5 separate regions of the Mus musculus genome follow, and all the other regions are linked to region 2. Evidence: chromatin contacts called from public HiChIP or PLAC-seq and promoter capture Hi-C data. All regions are on one chromosome and are shown on one strand. The core of a region is the stretch at or near the end of the contact, and the rest is flanking DNA. Distances in the headings are between cores, read along the strand shown. Region 1 holds the start of Mettl22 (methyltransferase like 22). Region 2 holds the start of Emp2 (epithelial membrane protein 2). Region 3 holds the start of Carhsp1 (calcium regulated heat stable protein 1). Region 4 holds the start of Usp7 (ubiquitin specific peptidase 7). Region 5 holds the start of Pmm2 (phosphomannomutase 2).

Region 1 (3,764 bases), core at 339-2,838, 1.8 Mb before region 2:
GATAATCCAGGGGGCAAGCGGAAAGCAAATAGAGGACATGAGATTCACATTTGCCTCGGCTACAGTTTAGATCAAAGTGTACCCAGAAGTGAGCATGTATTCAAAGCCTGGCCCCTATGCAAGTGTTGATCAGAGGTGGGGATTTCAGTGTGAGCCTGTGTTAGCCCCTGTGTGGGATCATAGGGATCAGACGCCTTCATGGGTAGATTCATCCACTGTTAGATTTATAATCCAGTGGGTGGAACCCTCTGGAGGTGGAGCCTAGCTGGAGACAATATGTCATTGAGCCTTTGGGTCTAGCGCTTGGCCTCCCATTACCTGTGCTCTAGCTCCCACAGTTCCAAAGCAATGGAGCTAGCAATGCTGGACCTCTGAAAGCATGAGACAAAAGAAGTCATTATTTCCTTAGGTGGTTTCTGAAAGCATGAGACAAAAGAAGTCATTATTTCCTTAAGTGGTTTTTCCTGAGTATTTATCACAGCCACAAAAATAAGTGACTAAATACAGCCTCCAACCTTAAGCACTTACCATTCTCAGCATTCTGAACAGGATAAGGTTTACCTAAGGTGTAATATTTGTGTCCTATTTCATTTTATGCTAGACTCCAACTTAGAAAGATCCGGGATCATCGTTACTGGAGACTTGATGACTAGATCCGTTAGTCCTGCCAATTGCTTGTAAGGATGCTAAACGCAGGGTATACATAACACTGGGAAGAAACAAGGGGCATGCTGGCTAACACACTCCGGATCCCTCACCCTCCAATTTGAATCCTCACCACTTAGTGGCTGAGTGATCCTCCAGCCTGCCTGCCTTGCCGGAATAAGGATATTCTAAACGTAACACACTTGTGCCCCTCCCTTTGGCTATCAGATTATTGAAACAGTCAACCCCCAAATTTTGATTTTCCCCAACAGTCCCAAGCTGGGAGGAGATAAAGGTTAATACCAGGGACCAAACAGATGAGTCACTGTCTTCCAGGAAGAGAATTACAACTTTTCAAAACTCCTTGCAGGATAGATTGAAGCCAAAAAAAAAAAAAAAAAAAAAAAAAAAAAAAAAAAGGATGGAGCAATGATGGGCAGTACCATACCCAGACCAGGACTGCTTAGCTATGCATAACTATAGCACTCTACTTAAACATAAATATCCTATCGGTGCCCGAAACATGTACTTGGGTGGGTCATTGTATGTTTTTGTCTTCTGCTTTTGCCTATTAATTGTTTCCTGGGCATACTTAGGAACAATGGTTAAATACAGCTTATTAGGACTCTGATCTTTAATGACTCTAACACTTAAAGCAAATTATTTAACTTTTTTTTCTTGTGCTGGGCTCTCTACACCGCTGAGATTCTTAGCCATATTTAAATTTTTTACAGGAGGGATTCCAAACACCGAAGTGCAGAGGCGTCCCCACTCTGGACGGCCATATGAGCAATCCGACCAGGTGACAGCTGAGCCTCCAGTGGCCGCCACAGGGCTGAGCGAGAGCATCAGGTGTTAGCTAGCGGCTGCCGCCGCGTGCGCATGCGCGACCCGAGCCGGCGCTTGGACCGCGCCTGCGCAAGCTGTCCGTCATGGCGGCTTCCTGAGCCCCATGGCTAGGGTTCCGCGTGGGACTTCAGACCAGTGTCATGGCGGGTAAGAGCCCGGGAGAGGGGGCGGGACCGGGAAGAACCCAGGGAGCATCTTGGCTTTGAGAGCCAAGCTTACACGACCTTGAAGTCTGAACCCTCAGCCTCAGTTTCCCTTTCTGTATGGGACGTCTCGGTTTCCGTGCTGGGTGAGGCAGTCCCACTCTGTCTCGGATTAGGAAGGGAAGGAGAGGCCGGGTTAGCGACTGGCTTCTTCAGAGTGACTGGCCGCTAATGGAGGAGGTCCCTGGAGCCGCTGACGCCGCCCTGCGCGCGTGGCCAGCCCTTTCCTGCACCTCTGAGCCCTGCGCCCTCCAGCTTCCTGGCGTTCCCTCTCCCAGCTCCTAAGTTTTGATTGTCCAGTGGGTGTGCATCCACCTGCCTGGGAGGAGGGGAGTTCTGTCCACCCCGGTAGACTGGTTTGGGGAATAACAGTGGCTGTAACCCTTGAAGAATTCTTGGGAATCCAACTCTGCCGTCTCGGAATTGCCTAGACGACCTGCCAGCTCCCCTACCGGAATGAATTTGCAACATGAAACCTGGGACTGCTTTTCCAGCAGTACCTAGGAGAAACTGGACACCTCTCTATACCATGCATTTTCTAAGTAGAGAAACTGTCTCAAGGTCTCTAGCCATCTCCCCGGGACACTTTTCTATAAACATGATCCTGTAGCTACTTACAAGTTACTGATGATCCCTGAAAGGGACGGTTGTCACGTTTAATCCTCACACAGGCCTCAGTGCCTCCCTATTTCCAGAATGCTGATTCCCAGGCGAAACCCTTAAAGGAGGCTCATGACCTGGGACTTCTCTCTCAGGCCACATTTCCTGGGAAACCTGCTTCATTCATACTTTTAAGTAGACGAAGTCGACCAGAGGTTAGTAGAGAATTTGTTTTCCACCTATATGTTAGACGATTTGGTCCTCATATAATTCCCACTTACAGAATGAACAATGAACATGCATCCTCTGAGGTGTAAATTTGTGTACCATAACAACACATTCTATCCTCTTATTCATGGTCAGTGTTCCCAAAGATGGCAGAGAGGATTTTTTGGACCAAAACCAAAAGCCAAATCTTGTCTTCCATTCAGAACTAGGGGAGCCAGTCTACCTCGAACCAGTAGGTGGTTAGGGCTAGGCTGTGTTTCCTCTGCCTGAATCATGTCTGATTTTTGTTGCCAGTGGTTTTGCTGAAGGCTGAGTACTTCTTTGATTTCATTCACATGAAATCCCACATTGGTTTCATTCCCAGCCCCAGTTCACACCTGCTTACCCGCTTACGTTTTCGCTGGCTTATCATGCTGTGGAGGGAAACAAAGCAAACTCGGAGAAGAACTTTCTGGGTTGGCGCCATTGCCGTTCCCTGGCACTCATCCATATACAAAGCTCCAGCTGTGGGCAGTTAGAGCATGAAGACATCTGAATTATGATAATAAAATTAAACCGTTTCCATCTTCCAGTTTGAAAACAAATGGAGGCTCCTAAGAGTTTGACTCACCGTAAGCACACCAACCACGTAGGAATTGTCCCTGTAGGCACTGGAGAAGGGCAGGTTTGGGCCAAACACATGAAACCAACCTCGTGGCAAAGAAGTCGCCGCTATTTCACACCTGTTGTAATTCAAAGACTCTGCTCAGAGCTTTTCCCACACCTCACCCCACTCCCACACTCCTGCAAGGTGGCAATATGGCTGATAGAGCAGGTCCAGAGAGGAAAGTGATTCCCCCCGAGGTCTGTAGCTGGGAGGTGGGGGACCAGAGTTTATACCTAGTTGCCCAGCTTCGAGGCCCGTCAGACTTCCGCTGGTGCTCTGTGGTGAGGTAGAACAGTTAGTTGGAAGGAAAGCCTTCCTGTTTGCAACCACTGTGGCTTGGATATGGTTTCTAATTGTAGTATATAGTTATATAGGAAAGTATTCCTCAGAGACAGGTAATGAAAGAATTCAGTAGTAAAATGTCATGTTGTCTTCAGTTCACTTTTAAGAGAATTCAAAGGAGAAATCATAGATGGATAGATAGATAGATAGATAGATAGTAGATAGTAGGTAATATGCTTTACTGGATAAGATAGATAATATGTATTAATAGATGATTGCTAGATAATACATTATTAAATATATGGTCTCTT
Region 2 (3,690 bases), core at 372-2,871:
GGCTCTCTCTGATTCTCCATTCTTGTGGGGGTGGAGGTGGTAAAGATCCAAAACCCCTTGGAGGAAAAACAGGTTCTGCACTTTCTGGCCACCCCTAGTGCCTCCCTGGGCTGTGGGCCGGGTATCTATCTGCCCAATACCTTGCAGGGGACCCACACCTCTTACAAGGTCTCTCCCCATTTCCTGCAGCCCACTGAGGTATCTCCTGGTGGGAATGAGTGGAGTCACGGGGAAGACAGGGTGAAGGTGTGGCTTCACAGCCTTGAGTAGCTAACTCTGCCAGGTCTCTAGGCCAGGTGTCTCCCAGAATAAGGCTTTCTGGGAGGAGGCGGGAGAAGCCCAATGCATACTCCCATTGGCCTTCCACATTCTCTTCCCTTGGGTCTCTCCTGTAACCTGCATGGATCCATCCTACTGAACCCCTTACATTATTTGAAAGTGACATTCCAGGGAGAGGTGGTCAGCCTCCATGTCTAGGTTTTGGAATTTCTCTCTGATTCGGAATGCTCAAGCAGAGGCGGCTAGAGGCGTCTTTTGTGCCTCTCATTGTGGTAAGAGCACAGCATTTATGATGTAAACCATTTGTAATTCTACAAGCACATGGCCTGAAATGAACCAGCAATGTTGAGTGACGCCCACTACTATCTATACTCAAAACGTTCCATCATCCGCAATTAAATCTGTACCTGTTAAATAGTCCAAAATCCCAGCCATCTCCATCGCCTGGCAATGATCACCACCCACTCTGGATTGCCTTTGAACTTGTAGGTTCTAGATGCCTCATAGTAGTGGGACCCTCCTGAACTGAACCTAGATGCTTCAGTCCTTCTCCAAGCTTGGCATGCACACTCAGTTATACCTCCTTTTCCCGTGGAATCATGGGTGCCATCCCTTCTTCCCTTTAAAGCCCACAGATCTGCCACAGTAGTCAAGAGCAGGCAGGGGGGCCATCCTTGGAGCTTACCCCCCAGGCTGGGACACCGTTAAGAACCCAAGGAAGCTGCCCCCTCGCCGCTGTGGGGCGCCACGGAGCCCAGACCCGGAGGAGTGCGCGGCCCTCAGGGACCCGAGGACCAGGTCCTGTCTGATTGGTACTGCTTGGGAATCAGACGCTGAGTACAACAGGCAACAAGTGGGCTACTCTGGAGTTCAGAGCTTTGGGCCAGCGATGGTGGAGAGGGGATCCGCCCTGACTCTTTCCCAGACTTTTCCCGCCCACTTGGACGCAAAAGGTGGCGAATGCCACCCAGGGGTGGCAGGGTGGCCTTGGGGGGCACCAAAGGGAAGGTCTGCGCCACAGAAATCTGGAGAAGGAGCAACGGGACTGCCGCACGAACCGCACCCCAACCCTTCCCCGTCAAGCACGGATCCCCTGGCCTGTCCCGATTCCTAAAGAGGGCACACTGCTCCCTGTCATTCCGGAACCCCGACGTCACCGCAGTCCCTTGTCGCGCCCCCAACTCACCGGGCACGGGCGTCTGGACACAGTGGCGGGCTGCGCGTGGGGCGAGGCGCCGGCTGTTTTGAAGCTTGGGGCTGGGACTGCGCGGCGTCCTCCGCCCTCCGGGCTGCCGAGCCTCCTCCCTGCCGCCCTCTCCCTAGCCCGCCTCCCTGCCCGCCCGTGATGTCAGGAGCCGCCGATCCAGGGGGCGGGACCACGGGAGGCCGGGCGCCCCCCCCCCCCCCACCTCCCCTTGCTGGGCCGTCCAGCAGCACTCTGTAAAGTTCGAGGGAGCTGGAAGTCTCCTGCTGGGATCATCGCTGCCCTTCTCATCTCTGCCGCCCCTCTTCTCCTGACTGCAGGGTCAGGACCCTGAGATTTCCACTTCTTTCCGAGCAGCCCTCTCTGTCTCTTACTAATTTAGCTGGTTGTTAATCTCTCCTGCCTCAGTTTCCTATGATAGAAAAGGAAGGCGTGGCGGGACCTTGTCCTGAGGCCTAAAGGCCACACTCGGTGCCTCCTGGAGAGGCTGAGTTGATATGAGCCAAGCCATAACTGAAAAATCAATTCCTTCCCCGAAGTAAGACCACCATAAGGACCAGTCTTAAGATTCCTTCAAGCCTGGCCAGGCCTGAGAAGTTTGATATAGAGGATCCAAGTTGTGATCTCAATTGGGCATTGTATCCTTGCTTTCTCTTTTTCTTTTCTTAAGCACTTTTAATCTCTCTCTCTCTCTCTCTCTCTCTCTCTCTCTCCCCTCTCTCTCTCCTCTCTCTCCTCTCTCTCTCTCTCTCCCCTCTCTCCCCTCTCTCCTCTCTCTCCTCTCTCTCTCTCTCTCTCCCCCCTCTCTCCTCTCTCTCCTCTCTCTCCTCTCTCTCTCTCTCTCCCCTCTCTCCTCTCTCTCCTCTCTCTCTCTCTCTCCCCCCTCTCCTCTCTCCTCTCTCTCTCTCCCCTCTCCCCTCCTCTCTCTCTCCCCCCCTCTCCTCTCTCTCCTCTCTCTCTCTCTCTCCCCTCTCTCTCCTCTCTCTCCCCCCCCTCTCTCTCCTCACTCTCTCTCTCCCCCCCCTCTCCTCTCTCTCCTCTCTCTCTCTCTCCCCTCTCTCTCTCCTCTCTCTCTCTCTCCCCCCCTCTCTCCTCTCTCTCCTCTCTCTCTCTCCCCTCTCTCTCCTCTCTCTCCTCTCTCTCTCTCTCTCTCTCTCCCCCCCTCTCTCTCTCCTCACTCTCTCTCTCTCCCCCTCTCTCTCTCCTCTCTCTCTCTCTCCTCACTCTCTCTCCCCCCCCCCTCTCTCTGTGTGTGTGTGTGTGTGTGCACGCGCGCATGCACTTTGAAGAGCTGATTTTCTCCTTCCTTCTTGGCAATGCTCCTGAGGATCACCAGGCCACCAGGCTTGGACAGCAAGTGCCTTCACCTGTCAGAGCCTTCTTGCCACATCAGTTATTTCTGTTTTCAGTATTTTTTTAATTACATTTGTTCACTTACTTATTTGCTTGTGTGTATGGAGAGCACACATGGAGAGCAGAGAGAACCTTCCACTGTATAGATCCTGAGGAGAGAACTCAGGTCCTCACATCTAGTGGCAAGTGTCCTTATTATCCTCTGCCCCTGCTGCTGTGATAAACACCAGGTCCAAAAACAACTCAGAGAAGAAAGGATTGGTTGCACCTCACACTTCAGGAAAAGCAGAGCTCAGGTGGGAACCTGGGGCAGGAGCTGGTGCAGACTGTGGAGGAAGGCTGATGACTATGGCCTTTGACTTGCTCAGTACCGTATATAGTCCAGGCCCACCTGGACCTGGGAAAGGACCCAGGGATGGCCATGCCCACATGGTGGTCAGGAAAATGCACCACCACCATACCCACAGACCAGTCTGATGGAGGCAATTGTTCAATCTCTGTCTCCTTCTCCCAGGTGTCTCTGAGTTTGTGTCAAGATGACAGCTGAGCTAACAATGACAGCCATCTTGCCAGCTCTTGGTTTATTTTATTTATTTACTTATTATTTGTTGAGACAAGATCTTTAATGCAACCCAGGCTGTCTTTAAACTTGCAACCCTCCAAGTGCTAGGGTAACAGGTACACATGGCAAATACCACCACCCCTACCACCGCAAGCCCGGCTGCTACATCTCCATGTTCACCAACATCATTTGAAATCCAATTGCAGATCTCTCTAGAAGGAAGCTCTCACTGGGTCAAAGTTAGAGATTCCTTGGGGGACATGACACTCCCAAATCCGAAGGGTCACTCCTC
Region 3 (3,966 bases), core at 29-2,528, 1.6 Mb before region 2:
CACTTAGGGACACAATGAACAGTCAGAGTCACAAAGCCGCTAGAGAAGGCCCTGTGGGAAAGTTCGAGCCTAATAGGACAAAGAACAGGAACATGGGACACAGATTGTAATTCGAGTTTTTAAGTGGTTTGAAGGATCTTGCTGTGGACAGTTCCTCTGTCTTAGTCTCCCCAGTGCTGTGAAGGAGAAGGAAGTTATTTACCGCAGCTGGCCTTGAACTAATTATGGAGCCACGATTGAACCTGAATCCTGAATCCTTTTTACCTCCCCAGTGCTGGGACTGCAGGCATAACCCACCACTACTGGTTTAATGACCAATTATTTTTCATTCTCTCCCTCTGGCTTCAGCTTGGAGAGAGAACATACTAAAAGCACCAAGAAGTAACAGTATGGTCAAGAGGGGAAGGTTTTTAAAAAGCCCCTATTTCTCCAGACACTTAGGCTAGCCAGCTCCCTCTATTCCAATCGGCGGGGAAGGGTGGGGGGGTCTCCTATTTTGCAAAGGGGCACCTCCATCTCTCAGAATCCAGGCCCTGAAGGAGAAGTGGGAATCTACAGCTGACCCTGCACAGACCTAAACTGCAACCTCAGAAAACTGTGAGCTCAGAGCCTGGTTTTTTTAAACAAAAAGCAAAACCCAACCTTGCATTTCCGGCCTGTAAACAGGACCGCCAGTCCCGGTGAAGTTTTCCTCTGTGCCCTAAGGCCCCCATCCTGGCGCAAACACCAAGCGAGCGCGCCCTGCCGCTCCTCCTCCCTACAGGCAGCCAACCGCGAGGGGTCAGGGCGGTTCCCCCTCTCCGGGCCTGGCTACTGTCCCGCCGCCCAGCATGCAGCTGGCGAGGCCCGGCCGTCGAGGACAGCTCCGCCTTCCTCTAGCCGCGAGTCTCCAGCACCTCCAGCCCGCCAGAAAACGCAGAGGGCGCGCCTCCTACGCTCAAAAAACAGGTGGCCCAGAGAGAAGTACTAACCGAAGTCAGACAAGTATCGGTGTTGTGGCCACACCCACCCGTCTCCCCTTGGGGACGGTGAGTAACCCGCGCTCCCCAAACTAGCCCGGGCGACTGGAGCACGTCCCGGAGGTGGGGGTGGGGGGGCACCCATCACGGAGCTGGAGAACGAGAAGGCCCCACAGAGGGGAAGCAAAGTGCAGAGCAGGCCTCGGCCCCGTCCCCGCGGCTCCAGAGATCCCGCGCACCATCACGCCCATCCCTAGGGTCCCAGGACCAGCCACTTACCTGGCGACACGTCCTACTCCTCCAGCTGCTGCTCTTCGACTGCAAGAAAAGATCGGGGACTTGGGGCGTGGCCGCGGGGCAGGGCGGAGTGTGAGACCACGCCCCTTGGAGCTCCGGGCCAATGGACGCGCGGCCCGGACCTTGGACTGGTCGGGGAGGAGGAGCGCGGCACAGCTGCTGCCGCAGGACCTTTGTGTTGATGCCCCGCGGGCGGGAGCCGGGGACTCGGCAGCGGCTGGAGGTGTTCTCCCCGCCACTCGCGGGTCTGCGGGCGCCCAGTGCCGGCCCGGTGCCCGGGAAAGTGGCACAATCGGGTCTCGGCGTGCTGTGCCTGCCACTCCCCAGCACAAGTCCGGCCCCAACCTGCCCTTGACTCGAGATAAGCGGGCGCCTTTTTTTTTTTTTTTTTCAAGAATTAAGAGATAGAAGGAAGGCGAGAGACAGAAAGGGAAATATAAAAATGAGAGGAGGGAGGAGTTGTTTTGTTCGTTTTCTATTGTCTAATTGATTTATTCTTCGTGGGCTGATTTTGAGACAGGATAGCCTCAGACTCCCTAATGGATTTGAGATGGGTGTGGGCACCAACCCCATGTTTTTTCAATTTTTATTTCTACTGAATCCCTGAAGCTTTATGTACTGGCTGGTTTTGTGTGTCAACTTGACACAAGTTAGAGTCATCCGAGAAAAAGGAGCCTCAGTTGAGGAAATGCCTCCATGAGATCCAACTATAGGACATTTTCTCAATTAGTGATCAATGAAGAAAGAGCCCAGCTGGTTGTTGGTGGAGCCATCCCTGGGCTAGTGGTCCTGGGTTCTATAAGAAAGCAGGCTGTGTAAGTCATGAGGAGCAAGCCAGTAAGCAGCTGTCCTCCATGGCCTCTGTATCAGCTCCTGCCCAGTTCCTGTCTTAACTTCCTTCAATAATTAACAGAAACATGGAAGTGTAAGCCAAATAAACCTCTTTCTCCCCAGTTTGCTTTTTGATCAATGGTGTTTTCATGGCAGCAATAGAAACCCTTAAGATACTTTATCTGTGGAAGTAAATGGTGTTTCTTCCAATTTTCAGAAAAGGAAACTGAGGCACAGAGACATGCTGTGATCTATCTCCATGGCCAACAAAGAGAGCAAGCCCTCAGCGTGACCCCCCCCCCAGGGTCAAATTCATATTTCCTAGGTGTGGGAAAGAGGTTCCCTGTAGGTGTGGTAGGCAGCAGCCCCCAGTCTTCCAAGAGATAGCTCATCCCTACTGAGACCCTCTAGACCTACCCCCAGGGCATGCTGAACCATCAAAATCAAGAAAGCCAACTCCTCAGGCAAAGAGAAGGGCTCCCTCGGCTCTCTGGCAGGGGGACTAGAAAATGGTACAGTCACCATTCAGGAAGGAAAAAAAAAAAAAAAGACAGATGCCCAGGCACGTGCCCACGAGGAGACTGAAGTATATAGTCACACAAGCTTTTTGGACCCCTCCATGATCGGTTTATTTATTTTTGAGGCAGTCTTCTGTGACCCAGTATGATTATGAACCATGGCTGTCACCTTTACTGGATCTGCAGTCACCTAAAGAGACAAGTCTCTGTGTATATCTTCTTGGCTAGGGAAATTAAAACGAGAAGGGCCGCCCTAACTGGAGACAGCAGTAAAACCTTTTTGGGTTTCGCCAGCTTGCTTTCCTGTCTTCATGATGGGTGCATCTGCTTTGTTGCTGTTGCTGCTTCCACCATCCTTCATGAACATCAAAACCTAGCGTTTTCCACCTTCCAATCTGGACCAAAGACCAGCGACTCTCCTGGAATCCTCCCGATGTTTAGTGCTAGGTTGGGCATTCTGTGTTCCTCTGTTCTCCGCCTTCTGCTTTGCAGCAGTGTCTCTCACTAATCTAGAATCTTGCCATTTTAGCTCATCAGCAAGCTCTCAGGAGTCACTCATCTCAACCCCAGTTCCCAGCGTTGCAAGCATGTGCAGCTATGCCTGGCTACTCCTGTGGGCACTGAGGGCTCCCGCTCAGATCTGTTGCCTGTAGAGCATGCACTGTAACGCACTAAGCCGTTTCTCCCCTGGCCTATGTCACTTTATGCCAGACTTTGTGCTAGACGTCGGGACGTGAAATAAGCATCCAGCTTGTCTCCATCTGAGAGGGCAGAGACTTCGGATAAACACTAGGCAGGTCCTGCAGAACACTGGACACAGTCTCGGGGATATCCAAGAAAGGGGAACTACACCTAAACCCATTTCTCAGTTCCTGTCCCTCTCTCTCCTGTTCACGGCTCAACACCGCCCTCTAGAGGGAATTTGAAGACAGTGTGAGGGGGGTCCTCCTGATGAGGGGTTCCTGTTCCTGAGGTTGGTAGCCAGGGATGAGGAACAGGCTTGGGGTCTACAGACGAGGCCCCCAGCTCTGCTCCCACACTTGTATCTGTGGGACTAAGGACCTGTACAAGGCTGGACCCTACCTAATTGGACCCCACCAGCTTTTACGTCTAATTCTGAAATAGATATATCAAGACAATTTGTGGATTTTCCAGGGAGGCTGGGGCCAGCTAGGCTGAGATGTTTCTATGATGTGGGACCCATGACAAGGAATCAGTCTTCCATCTTCCGGGTCCTGTAAACCCAGGCACCAGAAACAGGAAACCACTGCAATAGTCAGGTGTGTGTTTGTTTGTTTTGGTTTTTCGAGACAGGGTTTCTCTGTATAACTCAGAAATCTGCCTGCTCTGCTTCCCAAGTG
Region 4 (3,558 bases), core at 877-3,376, 1.6 Mb before region 2:
GACAGGATACGCCTCACAAAGCCTTCCTTCCCAAGCTGGTCATAGCTCTGACCCCCTCCAGCTGCTGGCTCTACCAAACCCAAGTAAATAATGGTGCTAGCCATTAGCTCCGGTCTAGATCCCATTTGCAGCCCGGCTTGTGAGACCTACCGAAGTTGTTAACTCTAAATTCGGCTATTCTGGACTTTGGAAGAAGTTATCAACCCTTCCTGATCCTAATTGACAACAGCACAGTACCCTATTTGCGGAGTGCAAAGCTAAAATAAGACTGTCTAACGTGCACTCCCACACCAAAGCACTATACTAGCTCACATGGCCACAGCCCTGAAAGACTGCATTTTCTACAGAATTAGCGCAAGAATAGAAAACTGAAAGCCACAACACCCATTAAACACTAAAACTCAAATACTAACTTTGATAGAAAATGAAAGTTTCACGAGAAAACTCTGGGAAGCAAGCATGAAGCCCAGGATATCATGGGTAAAAAAACCTGTGAAGATCTTCCACCACCCTAATCTCGTCAAAACTTTGGACATAGACATTTTTCCAGATACAGTCTGTATCAGAAATATGCCCCCCCCCAGCGCTGTCCAATCTTATTCTCACAAAGCCCTAGAGGAGCAGTGAGGAAGACTTGAAAGGAAAACGGATGTTCACGTTCCGAGCAACTCTCCACTTTAGACGTGCATGAAATTATAGCATAAAAGGAGTACACTAATCTCCCAAAGGTGAGTTCCATCAGCTATTTGGTTTAATCGCACTTGCCAGACACTCTGAAATTACTGATTTGCTGAGGCCAAGAGAAACAGCCTAGTCCTTGGCATGAACTTCAGCTTCCCCCTTCCCCCGGCCCCCTAGGGCCTTTTTCCCTCTGCTGCATGGTCAGACAATTGTTTGATTCCCACTGATCACCATCAAGTTATTCACAGGGGGGGTCAAGAGTCAGTATTCCTAGCCTAGAGCATGCTACATCATACACAACAAATACAGTTTTACCCCAACTTCCTAGGAACCTTCATTCATTTATGAAAGCCACTATCACTTGCTGAACGGTCCATTCATTGCCCCTCACTGGGATTCCTGCCTGTCTGACCCCTTTAGGGCAGGTAACCGCGCATACTGCCTTCACTTAAAGTACCAAGTCAAAAGAAAAGAAAATGACCAACCCAGCATGAGATCCCGAAGCCAGAGTCCCTCCACTGCGCTTTCACAGCAAACCTTGATAGCGAAGCTCTACAAACAGTATAAAATCCAGTACCAAGATAAATTCCTGCGGCTCCGGTAGAAAACATAGTTACCTCCAGAACTTAATCTGCTTCTGCAGTAGGCCAGCCATGTGCGGCGGAACTCCATAGTTTCAAGCACACTTTTTAGCCGGACGTGGACGGCACCACCTACAGCCAGGTACCCAAACTCCTCCACAAGCCCAGGTAACTTATAAACTAGGCGAACCTGAGTACTTTCCCAGCAAGTCCAAAGGCTGAGGGCAGCTGCGCGCCTTGCAGGTGTCTCCGCAATTAAGCGCGACGCCCGGCAGAGCGCTCGGAAGTTATTGGGGGGAGGCTCTCCGGGGGCGCGTTCAGAAGCAGGTGCAGGGGAACCTGCGCACCCGCTCCCATACCCACCCCAAGAGCTCAGGGGCCGGGGAGCAGGCCCAACCAGCCTGGCCAGAGCCACACACCCCGGAAAGAGGACGGTCCCCGGGGCCCGCCTCCCAACCTGGGTACCCGGAGCCAACACACCTCGATCCTAATTTACGACTCCGGCGCTTTGTGCCCAGCAGCCCGTGCGCTGCACAATGCGTGAACTCGGGGGTCCGGGGCCACCCCCCGCCGGGCCGCATGACTGTGCAGCCCCGGCCCGGCAAAAGCGCCGGGCCGAGCGGGGCCGAGCGGCAGCCCGGCCTGGTTAAAGATGGCGAGGCCCTCGCGTGGCTCCCGCGGCCGCCCGGACCACAATGAAAGCGCCGGCCCCGCTGCGGGCCTCACCTTCCATCTCCATGTCCTCGGGCTCGCTCAGCTGCTGCTCGCCCGCTTTCTGCTGCTGCTGCTGCTGCTGTTGGTGGTTCATGTCGGCCGCGGCCTGGGCCTCGCCTGCGGCCGGAGGCCCGGGCTGCGGGCCCGGCGGGCGGGCGGCTGCTAGCAGAGGCGGCGGCGGCGGCGGCGGCGGGGCGGCCTCCTCCTCTTCCTACCCGCGCGTCGTCGGCGGCGGCGGCCCCGGGGCGGCCCGCGGCGGGCGGCGGCGGCGGCGGCGGCGGCAGGGAGACGCGCACGTACTTGCTCGCGATTCGCCCAATCTCGGCGCCGAGGCGGGCGGGCGGCGGCGGGCCGAGCCGGGCGGCCTCCTCGCTCGCTGCGGCCGCCGCTGCCGCCGCCGCCGCCGCCGCCGCAGGGCCCGCCTCCCGCCGCCGGGGCCGGGGCTGCGGGGCCGCGGGCCGGCCGGGGGCGGAGGGCGGCCGGGCGGGGGCCGCGTAGTCAGCCCCGCCTCGGACCGGGCGCGGAAGGCTGGAGGCCGGGCGGGCCGCGGCGAGCCTGCGGGCCCGGGTGTGGGCTGCGGCGGCGACCGCTGAGGCTGCGCGGGCGGGTGACCGGCTGGCCGCGCTCGGGGCGCTGAGGCCTCCGCCTCCTCGGCGTCGTCGTCGGGGCTCCGGCAGCGGACGCGGCGCCCGGCGGCTCGGCTCGGCTCAGCTCGCTCTCAAAATGGCGGCGGCGTGAAATGTCACATCCGCATGGGGGGCGAGAGCGGAGCGAACGAGACGAGGGCGGGCGGCGGGCGGAGCGGGAGGCGGAGCGGGAGGCGGAGCAGGGAGCGGCCCGCCCGCCGCCACCGAGGAGCACCCACCCCGCGCGCCGGCCGCCCGCCCGCCAGCCCTGCTGGAGCGGGGCGCCGGGGTCTCCTCTGTGAGGCAGCGGAGCGCAGCCCAGGGCCGCGGGGCTCCGGCTGAGGGTAGGGGTGCTCGCGGGAACTGGGCTGGACAAGGAGCCCAAGGCGCGGCGCCGTTTTACGGCCCGTAACCGGCCCCGGGATTCTCACCCGGGCAAATACGTGGGAAACTTAACTCTTTTGCACCCTAGATCCAATAAGGCAAAGTGTAGTCCTTCGGCTCTCACCTATCCCAGCATTCATTTATTTCCTCTCTAGGAGATCAGGTTGGCCACGATCGTCCACTGGGAAAGAGTCTCTCGGGTAGTCCAAGCTGGCCTGGAACTTTTCATGGTGCTTGATGGACACCTGATCCTCCTGCGTCTACCTTTCTAAGTTTTAGGAGTCAAATTTTTTTAAAAGCGAACTTTTCAATACAAGAAATTTGAAGAGGGAAAATCTGATTGATTTAAGGCCTAAGCGCCAACTGACTTGGGGGGGGGGGGGTAGCACATGCCTTTTTAATCCCAGAATTTGGGAGGCGGAGGCAGAGGCTGAGGCAGTAGGATCTCTTCGAATTGGAGGCATGGCCAAGCCAACCAGGACTCAAACAAATCAACAACAAAACAAGAACATCTTGGCCTGAACGCTTCCCATCAAGGAACTTCCTCCTACCAGGTCCCAAAGGCACCTGAT
Region 5 (3,808 bases), core at 1,153-3,652, 1.7 Mb before region 2:
CAGCAGAACCCAAGTCCCCAGACCCCACATCCTGTGCTCCTCTGCCAACCCTCCTGCCTCCCAGCTTTACAGCAGCGGTCTGCCTTAGTGACCTTGGCATAGCACTCCTCCAACAACTGCCTCTTCACAGAAACTTCTCGCCACTATATGATGGGATGTCCTATGTTCCACTAAGGGCTTTTTCCTAAAGCTTCCTTTTTGGGCCAAAACAACCTTGAACTTTTTCTCCACCTGCCTGTGTCACCAGTTCTGAGTACAGGCAGGCATAGCCATGCCTTGTTCTATGCAGTGCTAGGGTCTGAACCCAGGGCTTCACATCCTGCACACTAAACAAGCATTCTACAAAGTGAGCACCAGCCCAGTCCCTGGTATTAGCTTTGTCTCATCCATGTCCTAGGCCTTCTGTCTAAAATCCAAGTGTAACGAGGGCTATGAGAGGCCTACTTGCTGTTCTTCAGTGTGGCCAGAGTTCCGAACACTTGTGCGAACCGTTCCCTGTCCAGGATTCGGCCATAGCGTAAGGTGAGGTAGAAGGTCTGCTTGCCACTGTACTGCTGGATGCGTACAAACACATCCTGAACCCGTTCCTGGGATTCTGACAGGGGTATCATGTCTGACACGGCACAGTACGTGTCCTGCCGCCAGCCCCAGAAGGTCAGGTGGGCCACTCGGAGCAGGGTGCCCGACTCGTTCACATACAGGATGCCCACCAGTCTCCGGAAGAAGTGGCTCATCCAACAGAGCATGGCCAGGGCAAAGCTGGCGACCCCACCCAGAAGGCACAGTGAACTGAGGGTCATGAGGCCTTGTGAGTAGCAATAGAAGCCCGGGGGCAGGGCCACCACAGTCACAGCTGTCTGGGCCAACTTCAGCCGCGAGAGGAACCCAATTGCTCGGATGGCTCGGAACCGGTAGATTGTATGGAATGTTTCGGTCTCGGTGCCTGGTGACTTCTCCCGTGAGTGGGGAGACCTGCTCCCCACCCACCTTTTGGAATCCCCCTGCCCAGAGCAGCACCATAGTCCCTGTAGAGGCCTCCTCCATGCAGTGGGCCCCTGCAACCTTGGCACGACTCGAAGGAGGAAAGCCTGGAAGAGAGAGGTTCATTTCAGAAGTCACCCATGCTAATCACACAATGAACAAGACAAAGCATCTCCCAGAAGGGCTTCAACCGCTCCTGGAAAGTCACCATGACTTCCAGAGGAAAGTGATAAAGCCAGACACTTAATTTTTTTTTTTTTTTGGTGGAATTCTATTCTAAATAGGTACCTTCTCCCATTTTTACAACTAAACAAACAAAACCCTAGTCGCAGTTAGTGAGATAGCCCATCTAGTACAGGTGCTTGGTACCAAACCGGGTAACTTGAATTTGATCCCTCAGGCCAACACGGTGAAGGAAGAGAAATTACTCACGCAGTACGTCCTGGAGCCCCGTATGCCAAAGCACAAGCATATGCACACAAACTAAACACACAAGATTAAAACAAAACAACAAAAACATTTTTAAGAACCTAAGCCCTCCCCCACCCCACCTCACAGCCCCAAGTACAGGGAAACACGGGCAGTCTGGAGCTCGGACGGGCCCTTCCTCCTAGGCAGGTCTAAATGAACATAGAAAACCTGTCGTTTCAGCTATTCACTAGAGACCGGGCAACAGCGGACTTGAAGGACCGCCCTTCCTTAAGGGGTAAATCAATCGGTGTCAGAACCCCACACAACAAAGCCGTGGGGTACTTATCACAGGACCTCTGCAGTTCTCCGAGTGCCTTGCGCGGCCAGAGAACCTCTTTGTATCATTAACCTGTCTGGGAAGGAAGCAGAGACGTGAGGCACGGAGGCCCTCAACACACTGCCTGTGGTTCTCTGGAGTGAGCAGATTCTGGGCTTTGGAGTCAAGAGGACACTAGCTGTGCATCCTTCTTCACCCTTCCAAAGAAAACCTCAGAATACGCTGAGGGAGACACGGCTCTTAAGCTCTGAACCGGGTGTGTACGTACGAAGTGGCAGCGACGCAGACCGTCCACGTGACCCAAGGGCCCGGGACAAAGCAGGAAAACAGCCCAAGCTAATAGACTCTGGCCTTCCACTGGCCGGTTTCCCGAATGGTCAGCCCAGGCGTCCTGCCTGCCAGTCCTAGACCCGACCGGGGACGGGGAGCGCGTTCCCTCCTGACATTCCTACCATGAGCCCGCCGCCTGCTACAGGACGCACGCTGTACTTGTCACCGGAAAGTTGAAGGGCGCATGCGCGGGCGGTTAAAAACCCGCATGCGCTAATTCAAAAAAAAAAAAAAAAATTACTATGGCTTGGGAACTGTAGTTCAAATTTTGTAACCGCCACCGGTGTTCTGTGAACCATTAGGGAATCTTCCCATGGTGCCTTGGAACTCCAGGGCTCGGAGCGGACCCGGAAGTTCCGGGTAGAGTTCCGGGTAGAGTTCCTGGTGCGGTCGAGGTTTCTGACTGGAGAAATGGCCACTCTCTGTCTCTTCGACATGGATGGGACCCTGACTGCCCCGCGGCAGGTAGGCGGCGCCCGGGAGGCTCGCGGTGGTGGAGCAGAGCCCTTGCTGCCCTAGACCGCGGTAACGACTGTCCGGGAACCAGGAGACGCGAGTCCTGAGCGGGGTCCTGAGTGGGGTGCGCAGGGAGGGGGCCCCCAAAAAACCTTCCGAGTAGGAAACGTGTTCAGAGTCTGAAAGTTCGGGCCTGAGTTTCTTCTCGGGCCCTCGGGGCTGGTGACCTGGCTTGAACTCCAGCCTCGGCCCTCTGACCTGCTGTTTCGCCTCCCCAGCCCTGTCACCTTTGGCTGTCTCTTCTAATATACCAAAGGCAGGTTCTCAGTCGTCTGACCTTCAGCAAATCTTTCTCGGAGCCCTTGAAGCCACTTTAACTGGGGCATTGCCTGTTGCTTGGGATGTTTTGGTGAGGATCACTGAAATTCATGACAGTTCCTCGCCAGATCAGGCCTCAAAAGTGAGCCCCTGCAGCAATGGGGACCCAGGTAGTAATAGGCTGTTTGCTGAAAGGATCAAGGATCCAATGGGACTTTGTTCCGCTAACAGATTTTGCTGTTAGGGCCAAAGATAAGTTTGTGTGGTTTCGTTGTGGTGATGACATTCTTTCTGCCTCCTATACACAAATTCGTGGTTGAGCAGAAATCACTCAAACTTGACACTGGGCTTAAATAGCTTGGGTGTCTCTGCCCCACTCCTTTTAGATTTCGTGGACTGTTCCAGAAGCCCATGTTAAGTGTGTGTAACCTTAGATATGTGAGTCTTATCTTTTTAATTTTTTTATTCCTTTGCAATTACATGTGTACAGTGTATCTGATCATATTCACCCCCAACCTTCCTGTGCTCCCTCTGGGGAACACCTACTCACACATCCCTCTTCCATTTTCATGTCCTTTTTAAAATTCTTATTTTAATACCTCACTAAGTCCAGTTAGTGCTACACACTAACACACCCCAAGTGATGGGCAACATATCACCCATGCTGGAATGTTAACTGACTTGATCTTGTGCAGGGAACCACAGTTGCTGAATTCATGCAGGCAACAGCCATATAATGTCCAGAAGACAGCATTTCATTCGCCACGCTCCTCCCCGTCCTCTGGCTCTTACATTCTTTCTGTCCCCTGAGCCTGGACAGGGTTGATAAAGGGCACTTATTCTTAGCACTTTGTCCAGGTATGCGTCTGCATTGACCACTGCCACTACAAAGAGAAACTTTTCTTACCAGGCTTGAGAGTGGCATTAATCTATGGATATAAACATAAATATTTAGAAGGCAATTTGACAAGATTT

Evidence for each region. Promoter capture Hi-C pulls out the DNA fragments that hold promoters and counts their contacts. HiChIP or PLAC-seq counts read pairs in DNA pulled down with a chosen protein or histone mark.
Region 1: a contact with region 2 is called in a promoter capture Hi-C map of embryonic stem cells, with 3 times the contacts expected there. The contact joins the promoter of Mettl22 here to the promoter of Emp2 in region 2. A contact is called at or near these places in 2 of 39 promoter capture datasets (embryonic stem cells and liver).
Region 3: a contact with region 2 is called in a promoter capture Hi-C map of liver, with 4 times the contacts expected there. The contact joins the promoter of Carhsp1 here to the promoter of Emp2 in region 2. A contact is called at or near these places in 3 of 39 promoter capture datasets (liver and pre-B cells).
Region 4: an HNF4G HiChIP or PLAC-seq map of pancreatic cancer cells shows a contact between it and region 2. The contact joins the promoter of Usp7 here to the promoter of Emp2 in region 2. A contact is called at or near these places in 2 of 39 promoter capture datasets (cranial neural crest and liver) and 1 of 115 datasets of contacts at active chromatin or transcription factors (pancreatic cancer cells).
Region 5: a promoter capture Hi-C map of liver shows a contact between it and region 2, with 7 times the contacts expected there. The contact joins the promoter of Pmm2 here to the promoter of Emp2 in region 2. A contact is called at or near these places in 4 of 39 promoter capture datasets (the 3T3-L1 cell line, cranial neural crest, embryonic stem cells and 1 more) and 1 of 115 datasets of contacts at active chromatin or transcription factors (pancreatic cancer cells).

The regions. Positions count from the first base shown.
Region 1 is chr16:8,469,225-8,472,988 of GRCm38.p6, forward strand. Mettl22 (methyltransferase like 22) reads left to right here and starts at 1,589. Exons shown (of 11, transcript NM_146247.1): 1 at 1,589-1,641. It overlaps Gm30012 (a long non-coding RNA gene), which reads right to left and starts at 1,927. Exons shown (of 5, transcript XR_384641.4): 1 at 1,719-1,927; 2 at 319-371.
Region 2 is chr16:10,312,347-10,316,036 of GRCm38.p6, forward strand. It overlaps Emp2 (epithelial membrane protein 2), which reads right to left and starts at 1,622. Exons shown (of 5, transcript NM_007929.2): 1 at 1,466-1,622.
Region 3 is chr16:8,670,875-8,674,840 of GRCm38.p6, forward strand. It overlaps Carhsp1 (calcium regulated heat stable protein 1), which reads right to left and starts at 1,279. Exons shown (of 4, transcript NM_025821.2): 1 at 1,239-1,279.
Region 4 is chr16:8,736,216-8,739,773 of GRCm38.p6, forward strand. Usp7 (ubiquitin specific peptidase 7) reads right to left here and starts at 2,127. Exons shown (of 31, transcript NM_001003918.2): 1 at 1,989-2,127. The coding sequence starts at 2,070.
Region 5 is chr16:8,635,305-8,639,112 of GRCm38.p6, forward strand. Pmm2 (phosphomannomutase 2) reads left to right here and starts at 2,403. Exons shown (of 9, transcript NM_016881.3): 1 at 2,403-2,524. The coding sequence starts at 2,471. It overlaps Tmem186 (transmembrane protein 186), which reads right to left and starts at 2,407. Exons shown (of 2, transcript NM_025708.5): 1 at 2,182-2,407; 2 at 1-1,088. The coding sequence starts at 2,184. The coding sequence ends at 441.